Regions from separate parts of the Capra hircus genome. Here region 2 is linked to region 1. The links are chromatin contacts, called in public Hi-C maps. All regions are on one chromosome and are shown on one strand. Each heading gives the region's core, a stretch centred on a gene start, on an enhancer-like site or on the middle of the called end of the contact. The rest is flanking DNA. Distances are from core to core; before and after follow the strand shown. Region 1 overlaps BRD7 (bromodomain-containing protein 7). Region 2 overlaps PAPD5 (non-canonical poly(A) RNA polymerase PAPD5).

What was found. A called contact is a pair of places that touch in the nucleus more often than the background predicts.
Region 2: a contact with region 1 is called in a Hi-C map of blood, with 4 times the contacts expected there. The contact joins two enhancer-like sites. A contact is called at or near these places in 3 of 5 Hi-C or Micro-C datasets (blood and liver).

What each region holds. Positions count from the first base shown.
Region 1 is chr18:18,562,225-18,564,924 of ARS1.2, forward strand. All of the region lies in intron 2 of BRD7 (bromodomain-containing protein 7), which reads left to right. Among named protein-coding and RNA genes, the nearest start is that of BRD7, 18 kb to the left of the region's middle. Within about 2 kb of position 1,402, at least 1 of the 5 cell types and tissues checked has an H3K27ac peak or open chromatin away from gene starts, as enhancers often do.
Region 2 is chr18:18,681,457-18,684,156 of ARS1.2, forward strand. PAPD5 (non-canonical poly(A) RNA polymerase PAPD5) reads right to left here. Exons shown (of 12, transcript XM_018061950.1): 6 at 1,800-1,928; 7 at 792-1,005. Among named protein-coding and RNA genes, the nearest start is that of ADCY7, 38 kb to the left of the region's middle. Within about 2 kb of position 1,340, at least 1 of the 5 cell types and tissues checked has an H3K27ac peak or open chromatin away from gene starts, as enhancers often do.

The DNA of each region.
Region 1 (2,700 bases), core at 152-2,651:
TCTATACGTCTTCTAAAAAGTGACCAATCTGAAGGATAATACCTAGAACTTCAGCTGATAATTCTCATGCTTTCTTGTTCCTTCTTCATGCTATCTCTTAATGATTAATTAATCTACAAATATTATGTATTAGGCATTATTGAGGTTGGGGGTAGAGAGCTGAATAACATTTGAACCCCTCCCTCCCCACCAGGAACTCCAGTGAAACAGGCAAGCGTGTCTATCTGTAACATAGTGCAGTGAGCTAGTAGTAACAATATGAGCGAAGATTTACTTCATTCAGTAAAAAAAAAAAGTTTTACAAATCAATAAAATAACTTAACCATTGAGTCATGGATAAATAGGAATCCGGTTTGATATAAGTGCAGTGTGCTTGTAGTTACAAAAATAGCTGCTGTTTCTCTCTTCTGCCTCGGGCCTACATACACTCAGAATATTTACTCTCCCTGGAATTCTGTTTCCACCTCCACCCTGACTTCCACCCCCACACTGGCTAAATTCTCTCCTTCAGATCTCAGCTCAAATGCTACTTCCTCATAGAAGTCTTCCCACACTTCTCCAGTTCTAAATTAGACTCATCCAGCAGTTATTCTCTCCTTGAAATCTGTTTGCATTTTTTTTACCAAGTTGTTTAATGTCTGCCTCATTTTACACTGTCGGCTTCCTAAGGGCAGGGCTGTGTTTGTTTATCCACCAGTGTGTGTCCGCACAGTAGAATGCCATTTACTTATTGAATGCATGAATGAATATTTACCATGTGCCCATGTGGTAGGCACTGTGCTAAAAATTCACATATACTTATTAATCCTCAAGACAAGCTTCTAAGGTACATATTGTATATATTATTGTGTCTATTTTAAGAATGAGGAAATTAGGCCCCTGCTCCACCTTATGTAGTTATTCCATGACCTCATAGCTAATAAGTGTCAAAGCCAGAATTTGAACCCATTTTATAAACTATAATTAGAAACCCTCCTACCTGAAGTTAAATGGCTCTAGTACTTCTGTTTAGTTTTCTCTGTGTAATTAGCAAAATACGCTGTATTAACCAGACCTGTATTAACTTCTGGTTTTACATATCTTACTTTCAGTAAGTGACGTTAACAATTGGATTCTGTTGTATTTTGGAATCATGAAAAAGAAAATTGGAAGGTAGGAATCATCAGAGCGTTAGGTGGAGAAAGTACTGTAGGGATCAAAGCCTCTTGTTTTATAGGTGAGACTGAGACTGAAACAGTAGAAGAACTTGTTCAAGTTTACATTCTAGTAAATTAGAAGCTAGATCTCCTAATTTCTAGTCTGGCAATAACATGTTAGAATATCTCCTTTCACTTTAGGATAGTTTCCAAGTATATGTTATTTATATTCTATTTCTCTTTTGGACTCTAGCCCGGAAGGCTATATTCTCTTGCCATACCAAATAGTAAAGTGCTTACTGTAGACCAGGCTAACTAGATGAAGTTACCAGATAGGGGTAGTTCAGAAACATAATACCTTCCTTTGGTACTTTTTCAGCTTTTCTATTTCATGGTCATTTCACCATCTCATAAACTGTTAAGTTAAATAAATATCAGCAGTTGAATCACTTATCTTGTAGCTGCTAAAGAGGCCTAGTGAAAGTCAATGAGTGCCTGAGAAGGTCAGAGTGTGTTAAAGATGAAGCTAGAGCAAGAACTTGAGCCTCTAGACCATGTGTCAGCAAACTAGAGCCAACACCACTTGATTTTGTAAATAAAGTTTTATTAGAGCACAGCCACACCCATTATGTTGTCTGTGGCTGCTTTCTTGCTATACTGGCAAAGATTAATATTAATAGTTGTCACTGACATTATGGACCACAAAGCCTAAATTATATGTTACCTGGTTGTTCACCAAAAAAGTTTGCCAATCCCTACTCTAGACTTTTTGCACTAAGGCCTTAGTTCTTTCCACCTAGGAGAGTGCTTAATTGCCTTTCAAGCTGTCCTTTATCCACTGTTTACATTTAACAGGAAGAGATCTTCTCTCTGAGGTCTTTTCCCATTGAACAGATGTTCAAAACCTGCCAACCTACAAAAGATTAATGCCAGTTTTTCTGGGGAAAAGATACAAAACTTCCATGAGTCAAAAATTACTGCTCCAGAATATGTCATAGGGCTATAAAAAAAGACACCAGTCAACTTAATGGAAACTGACCTCAAGTGCATAGTAAGTACAATTTATAACATTGTTCTCTGGAACTTCAACCAGTCATATTTTCTGTATTAGATGCTTTGGACTGTAGAATGTGAAGCTCTGTATCACTGATGTTCCAAGTGTGATCCCTGCATGGGCAACACCCACATAGCCTAGAAACTTGTTACTAATACAGATTCACAGACTGTACACTAGACCTACTGGATCGGTAACTCTGGGGACAGGGCCTAATCACTAGTGTTCTAACAAGACTTTCAAATGATTCTGATGCACGCTGACACTTGCGAACCTTCATGAGACCTCAGAATTTGCATTTCTAGTAATTTCCCAGATAAGGCTGATGTTGCTAGTCTGGGAACCACACTTTGAGAACCACCGCTTTGGATACTAGAAAAAGAAATTAGGATGTAGACCAAGCAAATAAGATCCTATTGAGAATCTTGATTCTCAGGAGTGTAAAATAGATAGTTTGGGGCAATTTTACTCTAAAATTTAATTTTTAAGATGCAAAAAACAGGATTTTTT
Region 2 (2,700 bases), core at 90-2,589, 120 kb after region 1:
TCAAAGTCAACACATTAAAGCAAATGACTAAAGGCATTTCTACTGGCGTCCAGTAATGCAGAATCTAAATATTTTACAATTACACAAGGAAAAAATATTGTCCAGAAAAATCAGAATACAAGCAAGCAACACAGAGCTTCATGAAAGCAGAGGAGGAATTAATTTTCCACTCACTTTCAAGCCAACATAAAGCTGGGAAAAGCACACTATGCAAAAATAAAGAAGGAAGAAGGGTCCAAAAGGAAAATAAACTGTCTCTTGGTACCCTCTTTCTCATGAACTCTGAAACATGTAGTGTGTCTCAGAATCCTCACTTACATCCCGGGCTGACAACTGGTTAGGCTCAGGGGCAGTGAGGACTAAAGAGAGAAGAACTGAAAATGGCTATCGAACTGGAGATGCATACGCCCACCCAAACAGCTAATACCTGTTCTCCTTTGCTTTCAAGACTCAAATAAATTTTACCCCCAGCTCCACTCATGTGCAAGCATACAGCGTGTTTTTCTGGTGTGTGTGTTTACGTTCATGTGTTTGCTTATAAAATATCTTGAGGAAAAAAGAATGACTACAATTACAAGTTAATCCTTAATTTTTCATCTGAAGAGAGTTTAAAGTACAATATAATGACTAAGCCTCTTTTGGACTGAGCTGGGTGGCTTGCAGGATCTTTGTTTCCCAACCAGCGACTGAACCCGCTTAGCAGTGAACGCTCGAAGTCCTAGTCACTGGACCGCCAAGGAATTCCCAATGCCCTCTTCTTGAATGTCCATAAATTTACCTAAATTCAATACCTGGTTGTAAAGGATCTTCGATATAAAGCATGGATGGCCTGTAGCCATCTAGCATATTTTTCTGTACTTCATCTTTGGCCACATAAGAACCACCATCCTTTATCCGGATGCCAGTCTTTAAATAATTGAAGTGTCGTCCATATAATTCAAAAAATTCTATTAAGAGAACACCATAGTTTGTATTGGGGATGCAAGCATCTTCCCTGGGATGTAACTAAAACGAGAAGAAAAAAAAATTTACATTGGATTTTTTCTGAATTCAAGGTGAGGATAGTGAATGACATTCTAACTTCTATAAACAATATTATTATAATTTTGGTTTCACAGAGCAGCCAACAGGTAACAGAGTTACAGCAGACTAATTGTAACAGTACTTCTGTTACAGACAACCGAAAGCGCCATGGGCGCGGGGGGATCCCAAGGGTGTAGGTGGAGCCCACGGGTGTGGGGGATAATTTAGGAGGCTGGATTTCACAGCTGCCCAGGATGTTGAGAGAGTCGGCTTGGCCCAACATCAAGGAAGTCATTCTGACTCACCAGCAGAGTCAGGCAGTTGGCAACACTGCTGTACCACATGAATATGCTCACTGACGACATTAAGACTTCCAACACATCTTACCCAGACAGCGAGTCTCAACTGAGCTGAGACTCAATTGTAAGTCTCCACTTAGAATAGTAACTGCTTAGAGAGACATTCTTATTTTTGGCATTTATGTTACTACGTATACCTATGGAAACTGCACCATACTTTTTGTGTTAAAATTTGTAGTGAAAAGTCTCAAAAATATTAGAACACATGAGATTAAAAAAAAAATTCTTTCCTTGGGATTTTAAAATATTTAATTGCTAAATCATAAAAAAGGTATCCGGTTTAAAGGGAAAAGTTGTCAGTAACCAAGGGAAGTATTCTAATTAGAGCCTGAGTAAAATTTTTTTCCAAAATGATTCCCAGCTGATTTATTTAACAAAAAATGTTTAGCGTACACTAGCAGGGTATAACTTACTTACCTGAAGGAAACTTACTGCCATTAAAAAGAGACTATAAGAACCAATTCCACCCGTAAATACTTCATTAAGGTCCCTCTGTAATAAGAACTGTTTCAGTACTAAAACCAAGTATGGCAATACAGGATATTTCTGGAAAAGAAAATTACATTTTCAATGAATTCCTTCATCAGTAATAGCTGGAAGCATTAATAGCTTAAATGGTCTCTCAGTATAAACTGGTCCTTACATGACAAACTTTGGTCGAGATATATTATATACTTGCACACTTTAAAAACAAACTATAAAAAAGTAAGCTCTAAGTAACTGAGGATTGTGTCCTCACATCTGAAACCCCAAACACAGGGAGCACCCCAGCATTCACTACGGGACAGAACACTAGCAATGCCTATCGCGTGACACGCATCTCATAATTTACTGAACAATTCTCATCGTAAATAGGTTAACAGAAACGGTACGGGATGACGTCTCAACTCTCAACACAGTCAGTCCGCGGGATTTTAAAGAACCACTTCTGTAAGCAGAGCGGCACAGGCAGACCAGCCCCTCCAGGTGACCCTGCAGAGCCCAGAGCAGGTCACCTGGCCTGCTGTCCTCGGCGAGGGCAGGTGAACACGCAGCCCACCTTCTGTGCCTCCCAAGCAAGGGCCAGCACACCCACGGGGGCAGGGAGGACAGCCTGAGTCCATCTTTCACTCAAGGTCGTTCTCATTAAGTCCTCTCCGCAAGCCCGGCCCCGGGGTAGGGACGCCGAGAACAAAGCTGGCAACACACGTGGAGAAGGGAGCCTTAAGGAAGCCCCTGCCTAAGCACGGCAGAGTTACGCGCGATCGCCATTCTTTCCCTGACGCTTACAGCGCACACGCACTGCTTCCTTGAGAAAAAAAGCGTTTATACTTGTGCA